2 separate regions of the Anolis sagrei genome follow, and region 2 is linked to region 1. Evidence: chromatin contacts called from public Hi-C data. All regions are on one chromosome and are shown on one strand. Each heading gives the region's core, a stretch centred on a gene start, on an enhancer-like site or on the middle of the called end of the contact. The rest is flanking DNA. Distances are from core to core; before and after follow the strand shown.

The links. Hi-C and Micro-C count contacts between places; a contact is called where the count stands out from the background.
Region 2: a contact with region 1 is called in a Hi-C map of mixed tissue, with 4 times the contacts expected there. The contact joins the promoter of TUT4 here to the promoter of COA7 in region 1. A contact is called at or near these places in 2 of 2 Hi-C or Micro-C datasets (both in mixed tissue).

The regions. Positions count from the first base shown.
Region 1 is chr4:173,568,744-173,575,532 of rAnoSag1.mat, forward strand. COA7 (cytochrome c oxidase assembly factor 7) reads left to right here and starts at 1,692. Exons shown (of 3, transcript XM_060773514.2): 1 at 1,692-1,905; 2 at 5,129-5,269; 3 at 5,892-6,789. The coding sequence starts at 1,800. The coding sequence ends at 6,343. The region is part of intron 1 of ZYG11B (zyg-11 family member B, cell cycle regulator); the gene reads right to left.
Region 2 is chr4:173,711,359-173,718,089 of rAnoSag1.mat, forward strand. TUT4 (terminal uridylyl transferase 4) reads left to right here and starts at 1,373. Exons shown (of 32, transcript XM_067467881.1): 1 at 1,373-1,528; 2 at 6,492-6,590.

The DNA of each region.
Region 1 (6,789 bases), core at 442-2,941:
ATCAAGCCTTGTTGTTTGGTTTGGTATTGTGATATGGCTTAAGACAGGGGCCCTCAAACGTTTTAAACAGAGGGCCAGGTCACAGTCCCTCAAACTGTTGGAGGGCCAGATTATACTTTGAAAAAAATATATGAATGAATTCCTATGCACACTGCACATATCTTATTTGTTGTGCAAAAAACATTTAAAAACAATACAGTAATTAAAATGAGGAATACTTTTAACAAATATAAACTTATTACTATTTCAATGGGAAGTGTGGGCCTGCTTTTGGCTGATCGCAGATCCCACAGATCCCAGGCTTTTGCAAGAAGGCGCCATGTCAGATAAAAGGCTGTCAGAACCAAACTGGAATAGTTGTGCAGTGTGGATGCACTCTATGTCTCAAAGGTGTTACAAGAACCCTTTGCATATTGTTATCTCAGATTAACACAGCCATGTCTTTGAATTCCAATCATACTACGAGGGTTCTAAATCAAAGAGGAAAGCTTTCAGACCCATTTGAACTCCAGTACTTTGAAATATACTCTCTCAGTCACTCAGACCTCATCTAGGCTGCCAAATAATGTAGTTTCAGAATGCATAATAATAATAAATAAAATCTAATAAAATATATTAACTTCAAAGAGAACCAAAGTGGTGAAGCTGTATGTGTGTTGATTTATGGGAACCAAGGTTATAATCCCTGATCAGTCACAGAAACCTACTGGGTGGCCTTGGCCAGGTCTCACTCTCTCAGCCTCAAAGGAAGGTAGACACCCTTCTGAACTAAACCTTGCCAAGGAAATTTTGTGATAAGTTGCACTTAAATCAAAAACAACTTGAAGTCACACAGCAACAATAACACTATGTAACACGATTTTTGTTCCTGGGTTATAAATGTCATTTCCTAATTGGTTCTATCATAAAAACTTAGGAAAAATTTATTAAACTGCAAAAACTGCTGGACATCCTGCAGAACATTTTGCTATAGCGTTTCAATTAATATCTCACCGAGTCTCAAGCAATTCAACATAGTTTGTGGCAGCCACAAAAATGAAGCTTCTGGAGTTCAACAACTACTTTCAATGTAAGTTCCACACAAACAGGAAATAGGACGAAGTACATAATTATTTTCAAATTTTGTTACATAGTGTGATCTACAAAAACAGAGTTTAATAATAGAGGGTAATAGAAATGAAAGTACAACCCGTAAAAGTGAAAAGCCTTGAAGAACAGAAATATTTTAATAACTTTCCTACTTCACAGTATTTTTGCTGTCTTCTTTAAGCTGTTCGTGGTATTTATTATTTTATTTATTTATATTTAAATACTGTTTTTTTTAATATTCTGCCTTTCTCCAGATGAAGGTGCAAGTTAATAAACATGCGAAGGATGTTATGCAATCCTGGGAGTTGTAGCTTTGTGGGCTATATTATTCCCTGTCAGAGAGTTCCATAATAATAACAGCCTACAAATCCCAGGATTCCATAGGATGGAGCCATGGCTGTTAAAGTGGAGTCAAACTAATATAATTGTGTAGCTTCAAAAATAGCATTCCTGCGCCTTTAATGAACAGCTGGGTTGAAGAGAGGCAGCCGGGATTTCTTCTTAGGATGAGTAGTTGAGCTACTGACGTCACTGCCTACATCACTAATTACACTGCAACCCACCCCGCCAGTTCAGCTTCAACGGAAGTGACGTTTGATTGTGTCCGTCGTCGATTTCCTTCCGCCCGCCGCAAGAGGGGAAGGCTTTTTCTGGGGCGCTTTCACCTTGTAGGAAGAGCCTCAAGGGGGAGATGCTCTTTTTGGCGGGACATGGCAGGGCTGATCAATTTCGAGGATGAGGAGGAGGTGAAGGGCTACCTGGAGAACTTGGGCGTCGAGTACAGCTTCCAGTGCTACAAGGAGAAGGATCCTGACGGTGAGAAGGAAGGCTTGCAATGTGGGAATGTCTGTTTGTGTCCACACTGTGGAATTAATGCCGTTTGACACCATTTTAACTGCCATGGATCAATGCTATGGAATCCTGATTGTTGTCCTTTGGTGAGGCACTGACCTACTTTGGAAGAGAAGGCCAAAGACATTGTAAAACCCATGATTGTGTGACTTTGAGCCATGGCAATTAATCTGCATTAATTTTAGTCCTATTGAAAGCAGGAAATTTTACTTCTGAGGAGGCATAAGTACAATTTCGCCTAATTCAGTAGGATTTATGACCAAGCTCCAAATTTACTTCTAATGTATGATTGGCATTTGTAGATCTGGCAGGGCTATTTTGAATATTTGGATAGCACCGTGTTCTGATATTAAAAGTTCAAATTAACAAATTAATGCTCTTTATTTTGGCATCAGTGTACTGTGAAGAAAATATGTCATGATCTAGGGAAGTCATAGGACCTCGTCACACTAGAGAATGAATCGACTTTAAATCTGCTTGCTTGCCTCCTGCAGAATTCTGGGGTTTGTAGTTTAGGAAAGAGCCTTTAACAGCCTCACTAAACTACAAACCCCAGAATTCAGCAGGAGGCAGAAACTGGATTTAAAGTGGATTCATTCACTAGTGTGATGAAATAGATAGTCCTGCTCCTGTGTTCTGCTTTGATCAGACCTCACCTGGAAGACTGTGCCCACTTCTGGGCATCGCAGTTCGAGAGGGATATTGACAAGCTGGAAGGTGTCCAGAGGAGGGCAACTGAAATGATCCAAAGTCTGAAAGCCAGGCCCTATGAAGAATGGCTTAAGGAGATGGGTATGTTTAGCTTGGAGAAAAGAAGCCAGGGAGGGGACATGATACCTATGTCTAAGTAAATGAAAAGATGTCCCATTGAGGAGGGGTGAGCTAGTTTTTTTTAGTCCTCTGGAGACTAGGACACAATGGAGCTATGGATTCAAATTGCAAGAAAAAAAGATCCCATCTAAATATTAGGAAGAACTTCCTGATAGTAAGAGCTGTTTGGCAGTGAAATATGCTGCTTCCTCGCAGGGTAGTGGTGCCTTCTCTGGAGATTTTTAAGCAGAGTCTAGGAGCCCTCCCACACAGCCATATAACCCAAAATATCAATACAGGTCATCCACAATATCTGCTTTGAACTGGGTTACCTGAGTCCACACTGCCATATAAACAAGTTCAATGTGGATTTTATATAGCTGTGTGGAAGGGGCCAGGGTGGCCATCTGTCGGGAGTGTTTTGACTGTGTGTTTCTGTATGGCAGGGGATTGAACTTGTGGTCTCTTCCAACTCTGTGATTCTACCTATTTGAATCATTCCTGAATCTACAAGGGCCTCTGTAGAAGTCAATAAAGAAATGAACTTATTTTCTTGTCTAAAGGATAGGGTACAAAAAGGTATTATTTTCCTTCTAGTCTGCAGCATTTTTTTTTACTGTGCAGTGATATCTTTCTAAAAATAACTTCACCCATCATCTGTATTTTTCTGCCTAGAATCCAATGCCTTTCCCTCCAGCCTTATAATATTGTCTTGTTTTCATGTGCCTTCAAGTCATTTCCAACTTATAGCAACTTTAAGGTGATCCTCTGGCTTTTCTGGGTCTGAGTGTGTGTGACTTACCAAAGTCACTCAGTGGATTTCGATATCCAAATACAAAATCGATCTCTGCTCTTGCGTCATAATCCAATGCTGAAATCATTGGCTCTATAGTAAAATAATTAGGACTAGCTTTGTGAACAAATAGTGGTTGCAAACTTAAAGAAATTTCAGTTGAGACCTTCCAGTAGATATATTGAAGGCTGGGGTTTCATTTTAGTCATAGGTCAAATTGTTGGACAATTCCATCTTCCTCTTTGACTATATTGCCTACTTTCAAATTATCATATATTGTTTTCATAAACCAAGATAAACCCCTTCCTTAGTAGCGCAGTACACCAGGAAATCTCATTATGTATGAACTGGGGAGCTATATTTCCTAGTTTTGCTGCCAGCTGGGATACTGAATCATGGCTTTAAATTTGTTGAGTATTTTTACTTGTTCTTAAGGTGTTAGCTATAATTTCCTTTTTCCAATAAAATTGAAAGCTGTGGTTAGAGGCATGTTGGCTATGGTAATCTACGCTCTTGTTATATCTGGAATAGACTACTGCAATGTGCTCTACGTGGGGCTGCCTTTGAAAACTGTTCGGAAGCTTCAAGTACTCCCAACGGGTGGCAGCCAGGTTGCTCACTGGAGCCACATACAGGGAGCATACAACCCTCCGTTATGTCAGCTCCACTGGCTGCCAGTCTGCTACTAAGCACAATTCAAAGTGCTGGCTTTGGCCTATAAAGCTCTAAATGGCTCCACTTCAACTTACCTGTCCAAATGTATCTCTCTATGAACCTGTTAAGAGAGTTAAGATCTGCAGAGGAGGCCCTGCTCTTGGTCCCACCCCTATCGCAAGCAAAAATGGTGGGAACGAGAGACAAGGCCTTCTTTGTAACGGCCCCTTGATTGTGAAACTCCCTCCCCAGTGATATCAGACTGGCCCCCTCGCTCGTGGTGTTCAGGAAAAAAGTGAAGACCTGGCTTTGCAGTCAGGCATTTGGGTAGTGCAATATAGAATCAGCACAATGTAGCATGCAAATGACATCCTTACGACTGGGTATTATGTTTTAATAGTTTTATGATATTTATGTATTTTAACTGTTTAGTTCACTGATGTATTATATTGTATTTTATGTTATTGAACATGTGGCATCGAATATTGCCTTTATGTACGCCGCTCTGAGTTCCCTGTAAGGGTGAGAAGAGTGGGATAGAAATAAATCAAATAAATAAATATTGATTTATCTTAAAGGATGAATGAAGATCCTATGTGTCTAGGCAAAAAGCTCGTTCATATCATTCTGAAATATAATACTGAGGCAGTATATATCAGTGGTTTCCAAAATTGAACTTACTCAAATTATAATATCAGACTCATCTATAACTCAGACAGCGAATCCCATTACTTCTATAACTCAGAAGTCACCCCCACTCCTTATGCTTTTCTCTACACTGAGAGGCAAAGGATGTCAGGAACAATATAAACTGCTGTCCTAACTGATGAAAACAAAACCAAAAAAAGTAAGCTGATCTTGCAAGTTAAACACAATGGGTGAAGCATAACCATGATTCTTTATCACCAATGCTTTATTGTAAAACCATAGGTTGTCACCGTCTGGCAGAATACCTAGAGGGAGTGAAGAAAAACTTTGAGGGAGCTGCTAAAGTGCTAAAGCAGAATTGTGAAACTAATTCACACAGTGAAAGCTGCTACAAACTTGGAGCTTACTATGTGACTGGAAAAGGTAAGGAAGAGCTTCTCTATATGTCTACTATCTCTGAAAGTAAGAAAAAAGACAGTTCAGATAGTATAGATGGAGGCATATGTATGGATAAATGTGAAACCAGTGTAGCAGTTAAAATAATAAACTATAAACCTTGAAATCCACAGTTCATATACTCTCCAGGATATAAAAAAAATTAAATGTCACTTCACTATAGCCTTCTTGACTGTAATGTGGAAAAATAAAACTGAGTAAATTTACAGGTATTACTTAGAAATGTGAAACACTTCAAGCATTTTGAGAATGCTCTGTGTAAATCAAAGTTGGGCAGACTTCATGCTGTCAGGATTTGTTTGCATGTTGTTGTTTTTAAATTAGAACACCAGGATTCAATTGGGGATTGGCGCATAACATTTAAAATGAAACTGTTCTGAAACCAGGAATTTGTACTGAGTAACAGAAATGAATGAAGGTTATAGGTTTCTTCATAGATAAATCCAATTGTTGTCTGCAAACAGTCATTGTTTCATCATTATTTAGGAAATTAGAAATGTTTATTCTACTGCAAATTGCCCAAAGAATCAGTAGGCACACATTTATTTATACCCCTAGTGTAAATAATATATCAGTATTTTCCTTGCAGGTGGCCTCCCTTTAGACCTGAAAACTGCATACAATTGCTTTTTGAAATCTTGTGAGAAAGGAGGAAAGAGATCCAGAGATGCTTGTCACAATGCTGGATTGCTGGTACATGATGGACGGGTGAATGATGATGAGAAGCCCAATGAACCCCTTGCCAGGGACTATTACAGTAAAGCTTGTGATGCAGGTTTTGCACCCAGCTGTTTTAACCTTAGTACAATATATCTTCAAGGAGTCCCTGGGATAGCAAAAGACATGAACCAGGCCCTGAAGTATTCTCTTAAAGCATGCGATTTGGGCCACGTATGGGCATGTGCTAATGCTAGCCGAATGTATAAACTGGGAGATGGAGTTGAGAAGAATGATGCCAAGGCAGAAACCCTAAAGAATAGAGCAAAAGACTTGCACAGAGAACAACAGATACCTGGAAGATCTTTAACATTTGGAGAGTAAGCCAAGTCCAGCAATCTACAACATTCACAAGAAGTAGATGTTATTAAGTGGTGCAAAAAAAAATTGGTCTACAGATCCGCCTCATTGTACACACTGAAGATGTATTTGTGAGAACAAGTTTTTTAATAGCCTGTACAAATGATTTTGTAACAAGATAAAAGCCATATACATTTTGGGTGTTGATTTTGGGGGAGCAAATTTAATTAATCTAAAATATGAAGTGTAAAAGTCATATTTCAAGCCAGAACAAAAATGATTGTTCACATTATAATGTGTTTTTTTCAATGTGTTGAACAACCAAATCAAGAAAATGTATGCAAAGCAATGAAACCTATTTTCTTAGTAGAGCAATTCCCTTTTGCAGCACAGCCCTCTATTTACTTCCAGCAAGCAGAGAAGTAGGGAGGGGAAGGAGGCAAGGAGAAAGAAAATGCTGCTGTCGTATA
Region 2 (6,731 bases), core at 123-2,622, 140 kb after region 1:
ATAAAGCTACTATGTATTTGTTTATTCTTATTGTGGAAACCTTGTTATTGTAAATTGTGCAACTATATTATTTTACTACAAAGAAAAGCCTCCTATGGAAGATATAACATTGGTCTGTGTGTTTGTGTTTTTTTTAACCTTTTTGGGCTATGGGTGTTGGATCACTCTGCTGCTGTTAATGAGTTGCCCTGCTGTACATTAATGGGAAGGGACTTTTATTAATAAGCCCACTCACCCAACAGAGGTCTTTTCCAACTCTAGGATTCTATGAAATGGGTTATCCAAAGGCACTTCCAGACAGGCCTTATACCCCAGGATCTGATCCCTGGCTTTCTGCTTTAAACTGGATTATATGAGTCCGCACTGCCAGATAATCTGGGATAAACAGAAAACCTGGGATCACATCTTGGGATATAGGGACTGCTTGGAAGGGCCAATTGCCCACACTGCCCTATAACACAGTTCAGTGCAACTGAAACATTCACACCTCCCTCCAACAGACAAGAGTTTTTTCTCCCATACTGGACATTCCAGTCAAGAAACTTTCCCATCTTCACACCCATAAATGAAGCTAGTGTACTTCAAAGGGCAACTTAACTTCTAAAATTGGAAGTATCGCCTCTTGGGTAAGCAGTTAAAAAATCAGAGGGCTCTTTAACCTCATTTTCCTAGTTTTCAAAAGACCTCACAACCTCTGAGGATGCCTGCCATAGATGCAGGCGAAACGTCAGGAGAGAATGCTTCTGGAACATGGGCGTACAGCCCGGAAAACTCACAGCAACCCAGAGATTCCGGCCATTTTTTTTTGTTGTGTCAGGAGCGACTTGAGAAACTGCAAGTCGCTTCTGGTGTGAGAGAATTGGCAAGGACGTTGCCCAGGGAACGCCCAGATGTTTTTACCATCCTTGTGGGAGGCTTCTCTCATGAGGAGCTGGAGCTGAAAGAGGGAGCTCATCCATGCTCTCCCTGAATTCGAACCTGCGACCTGTCGGTCTTCAGATTTGCTGACACAGATTTGCACCACCAAGCCATGAAAGACTTGGTAATAGTATGATAGCTGGGTATGGAAGCGAAACGTCAGGAGAGAATGCTTCTGGAACACGGGCGTACAGCCCGGAAAACTTAAAGCAACCTAGTGATTCCGGCCATGAAAGCCTTCGACAGCACAAGCGTCAGTCCTTTCTTGGGACAGTTCCCCTTCCTTCTCCGGAATCGAAACTTAAAGGGATTCCGTGGAAACTGGGGAAGAGCGGGCCAGGAGGAAGCGGGGGAGGCCGGGCAGTCCTGGAGTGACTCTTGCGGGAGTGGAAAGGGGAAGCGGAGCCTCTCCCTCTCTCTCCCCCTCCCCCCCCCCGCCCGTGTCTCCCTCTCCCCCACAATGCACTGCGCTCGGCGGCGGACATGGCGGCGGGCCCAGTCTGAGGCGCTCGCTGGCTCGCACCGCCGGGGCCTGCCTAGCGCCTCCTCCGAGCGGCGGAGCGGGACATGGAGCGGGGCGCGGCGAGGTCCGCCCTCGGGTGACGGGCAGGTAGGCCTCGGGCGAGCGGGGCGGGCCGAGGGTTGCCCTTGCGCCTCGCCCCAGGCGCCTCCCTTCCTCGGGACTGCCTCCCTCTCGCTCCCCGGCCTGTTTGCGCTCTGGGAGGCCTTTCAGCCCTTGGCGAGGGAGGAGAGTTGAGGGAGAGAGGCCTTCCTTTCCCTCCTCCGCCTCCTCTCCTCACAGGACTACGGAGCGGGGAGGGGCTGCTTGTCGGCTGACAACTTGAGAGAGCGAAGAATTGTTTTGTTTTGTTTCCGATCTGTTCACAACTTGAGGCAAGATTCCCCCGAGTCTTTCCCCCACTTTGGCGGAGTGCACCAGGCCGAGTTGGGACAGGATCTCTCCGTGCCCTTTCGACAGACTTTGGTGGGCCGTTTCTCGGCTCGGAGCGGTCCAGATTTCATTTCCTCAGCCCAGCGTTGAGCCTCCGAGCGAAGCCGAGCGTGAGGTCATCCTTGTAGGCCGGGTTTGTTGCGCAGCCCCATTATTATTAAGCACGATCAAAGAGATCCATAGTTTTCTTTGGTGTTTAAAAAGGGAGGGTATGCCTTTAAGGAACTGAGCGTACTTTTAGGACAGGCCTGGGCAAGCTTGGGCCCTCCTTCCAGGTGTTTTGGACTTCAACTCCCACAATTCCTAACAGCCTCAGGCTCCCTCCCTTTCCCCCTCAGCCACTTAAGCTGAACTGAGTTATATAGTTAGTGGAGAACAGCTATAGGTAAACTTGGGCCTCTCTCCAGATGTTTTGGACTTCAACTCCCACAATTCCTAACAGCCTCAGGCCCCTTCCCTTTCCCCCTCAGCTGAACTGCATTATATAGTCGTTGTAGAACAGGCATGGGCAAAGTTGGGCTTCCCTCCAGGTGTTTTGGACTTCCAACTCCCACAATTCCTAAGAGCCTCAGCTCCCTTCCTTTTCTCCCTCAGCTGCTTAAGCTGAACTGCATTATAAAGTCAGTGGAGAACAGGCATAAGCAAACTTGGGCCCTCCCTCCAGGTGTTTTGGACTTCAACTCCCACCATTCCTAACAGCCTCAGACCCCATCTCCCCCCCCCCCCAGCCGCTTAAGCTGAACTGCATTATATAGTTAGTGTAGAACAGGCATAGGCAAACTTTGGCCCTCCAGATTGATTGGACTTCAACAATTCCTAACAGCCTCAGGCCACTTCCTTTTCTCCCTCAGCCACTTAAGCTGAACTGCATTATATAGCCAGTAGAGAAAAGCCATAGGCAAACTTGGGCCTCCCTCCAGGTGTTTTGGACTTCAACTCCCACCATTCCTAACAGCCTCAGGACCCTTCCCTTTCCCCCTCAACCACTTAAGCCGGACTGCTTTATATAGTCAGTGTAGAACAGGCATAGGCAAACTTTGGCCCTCTAGATTGATTGGACTTTAACTCCCACAATTCCTGACAGCTTCAGGCCCCTTGCTTCGCTTAAGCGGTTGAGGGGGGAAAGGAAAGGGCCTGAGGCTGTCAGGAATTGTAGGAGTTGAAGTCCAAAACACCTGGAGGGAGGGCCCAAGTTTGCCTAGGCCTGTTTTAGGGGTTTGTCTGTAAGGCTTTTGTTGTTGTAGAATGGGAGTACAGTGTCTAGACCAGGCCTAGGGAAACTTGGGCCCTTCAGGTGTTTTGGTCTTTGACTCCCACAATTCCTAACAGCCTCAGACCCCCTTTTTTTCCTTTCCCGCTTGACTGATGGGGAAAAGGAAGGGGGCTGAGGCTGTTAGGAATTGTGGGAGTTGAAGTCCAAAACACCTGGAGGGAGGGCTCAAGTTTGCCCATTCCTGATTTGATCAAGGGAAGTCATGGGGGCCTCTCTATTTGGCTTTGGTCAGACCTCACCTGGAATGCTGTGTCCAGTTCTAGGCACCACAGTTGAAGAAAAATATTGACAAACTAGAAAAGGGTGACCAAAATGATCAAAGGTCTTGAAGCAAAACTCAGCTTAAGGAGCTGGGTATGTTTAACCTGGAGAAAGGAAAGCTGAAAGCCATGTTAAAACATTTGAAAGAATGTCACATTGAAGAGAATTCATGCTAGTTTTCTGCTGCCCTAGAAAGTCGGACAGGGAGTAGTGGATTCAAATTCAGGAAAAGAGATTCCACTGAAACATTAGGCAGAATAAGCTGTTCAGTAATTGAATACACTGCCTTGGAGTGTGGTGGAATCTTCTCTAGTGGTTTTTAAGCAGAGGCTGGGGGGGGGGGGGCACTTGTCAATAATTCTTTGATTGTTTCCTATAAGGCAGAATTGAGTTGGATTGGGTAGCCCTTGGGGACTCTTCCAACTCTGTGATTCTCCTGTGATGCTCAACTGCTTTTCTCTATGCACAAAACAAAATATTTTCTAGACATCAACTGATTAAAAACGTTCAGTTAGTAACCCACTAGAGAACTATAGAATAGTGCAATGATAATTTAGAACGGCCATGGATTACTATTTTGGATAATGTGATTTTAATAACTGTTTTAACGTTTGATATGTTTTTTAATGATCATTTTAATATATATGTTTATTTTATTATATATGTGTGTTTACGTGGCATCAAATCATTGCCTATATATGTAAGCCACCTTGAGTCCCCTACGGAGTTGAGAAAGGCAGAGTATAAATAGGGTAAATAAATAAATAAATAAAATGAAAAGGTGAAGTGGTTGTCCTAATTTTGCATGAGGCAGAAATATAAAATACACATTTCAGAAGTAAAGGTAGGCATTATGGCTGTAATGTATCACAAAAATCAGTAATAAACTACTGTATAAAAGAATGTTTCAAAATGGTACTTGTGGCCTGTTTTATTGTGAAATGTCTAAACAGCTACCTTTGCCAGTGGTGAAGATAAAGGGTTACACATTTCAGAAGTAGATGTTTGGTTGCAGCCTATAGCAAAAAAACAAACAACCCTCCCCCAACAAACAAACAAACAAACAAAAAACAATAACAAACCACTGTAAAAAGTGTTTCAAGATGGTGATTCCCTTGTATAATGGCCATGGTTAATTTTATAGTGGAGCTAAGGTAGAACAGAAACATGCTTTATCTTTGGTATGTTATAATATAGTCATACTTATTTTCTTTTTCCTCATGTTTACTGTTATCACATTGCATTAATAACCTTTAGATTGAATGTTAGCTTAAGCCACAGAAAGACAAAGACAATTCTACGAGTCAATGTTAACTTTTAAAAAAAAGGTTTCAAAAGTGGCAGGCCAATATGAAAGGGCCATTCATTTCCTTTGGCTAAAAAAGCACATGAGATTTTCGTGATGTTCTTTATTTGTACAGATTCTGTAGAATGCTGAACTATCATACATTTATGCAGAGTGAAGCATATTAGCAATTTAGGAGCCAGTGATCCCCTATAAATTAAAGTAGTAATAAAAGAGATTTTTTTTAAAAAATCATCACAGTGGCTTTTCACAAAAAGGTTTATTTGGCTTTCTGAAATAAATGAACTTTTAGTTCATGAGCATGAAGAGCAATATGTAGGTAAATAAGATAAGCATCAGTTTACAACTACTATAACATCACTCATGCTTTGATGCTATAGTGCAATTTAAAGCAAGAATTGTGTAATTTATGGTATACTGAGACCTCTGAACACTGACAACAGCATGGGTTAAAGTTCCTGTTGCATCAGATTTATGTATTCTAGTGCTTTCTTGACAGAACGTAAGAAATAAAAATAGTGGAATTTAGAGGAGAGTGTTAATTTCATGTATGATAGCCATATAACAACTTATAGAAAATTATCTTAGGAAGTACAGTATGATCAGTAATTGCAAGTTGGTGTTGCTTGGCCTCCATAATCATCAAATTCCTCTTGGTGATTCTCCCAAACTTGATCCAAAGAAAAATAAAAGAGAGTTTTCTATTGTTTTTCATATATTGAGGTGAATGTGTATGATGTGACATCAGTGTAAGATTTCTATGTTTGTTTATATATGTGCTTCCCTGTGTGTGGTTTTCAGGATTTGTTTTCAGGAAGCAGTGGTTTACACATTGGTGAATGTTTCAGGACCTATATTTTTAGTAAAGTTTTCTAGCCAATTAGGGTGAAAAAGAAGCTTATGCTTCTTAAGATTTAGAATAAGAAAAATTACCTTTGGGGTAGAGGTATAGAAATTGCAAGTGGAACTTCGAATAAAATATTGCAATGGGGCATGCTTCTGTTCTAGTCAATAGGTTGTGTCTTTTTTCAAACCCTATCCTTTCCCCTACATTTTATGGCCACTGTCCATGCTCATGCACAGCCCTTGTTTTGCTCTTCGGGCTTTTGGAGGATGTTCCCCCCTGCATTTTATCTGTAAATATGTTTTTAACATTGTTGTGTGTTTTAGGGTTCCTTCACAAATCCTTTGTCATATTTTTCTTTTTGATTGATTAACTGTTGTAACTCTGAGTTTGCTATTAGATCTGATAGTAGGATACACAAACAAGAAAGTGGTGATGGCTCAGTTTATCATTCTTTAGATATTTTTAAAAATCTTTTATTTCAGCTCAATTATGCAACTACATTTTCTATAAAGTTAAAAATCTAATACAAAGATGCATGTAAAAATCTAATGCATGCATGTTTTGACTATACATATGTGAACATTTATTATTATTATTATTATTATTATTACCCCATTTAATCTCTCCCGGAGAAGACTCAAAGTTGCTTAACATAAAAACATTAGCATACAATTTAAAATATACAAATATCCAAACATTAAAACAGAATTAAATAAAACCAGTATTTAAAAGTTCCGTTAAAAACCATTAAAACATATTCAAAGTTAAAAACCACAGTACCTGTTTTTGTTCTGTGGCAAACTTATTTGCAGTATCTATGTTCCCTGCCATTGTATATAACTCATAACCGAAAGCAATGCATGTATTTGAAGAATAAGGTTGTTCATAACCGTTGGAATGTTTCATGCTTTTAATATCTTTTGTTGCTTTCCAGAAATACAAAAAACAGAAATTCTGAAGCGAAGGCAATACAGTCTAGAAAGAATCAGTGTGTCTCATGTTAGTGCAGTCTTTTTCAAATATGAATGTTAGTGTAAGTAGATCTTGTGATATTTTCTCTTCTTTAATAGGAGTAGAAAATACTGGTGCAATATGTTTTTAATATCACCAGCTGCCACCCTGGTAACCTGCTGTTTTCTATCTCTTCCCCAACAATTTTAGCCTAAATTTAGAT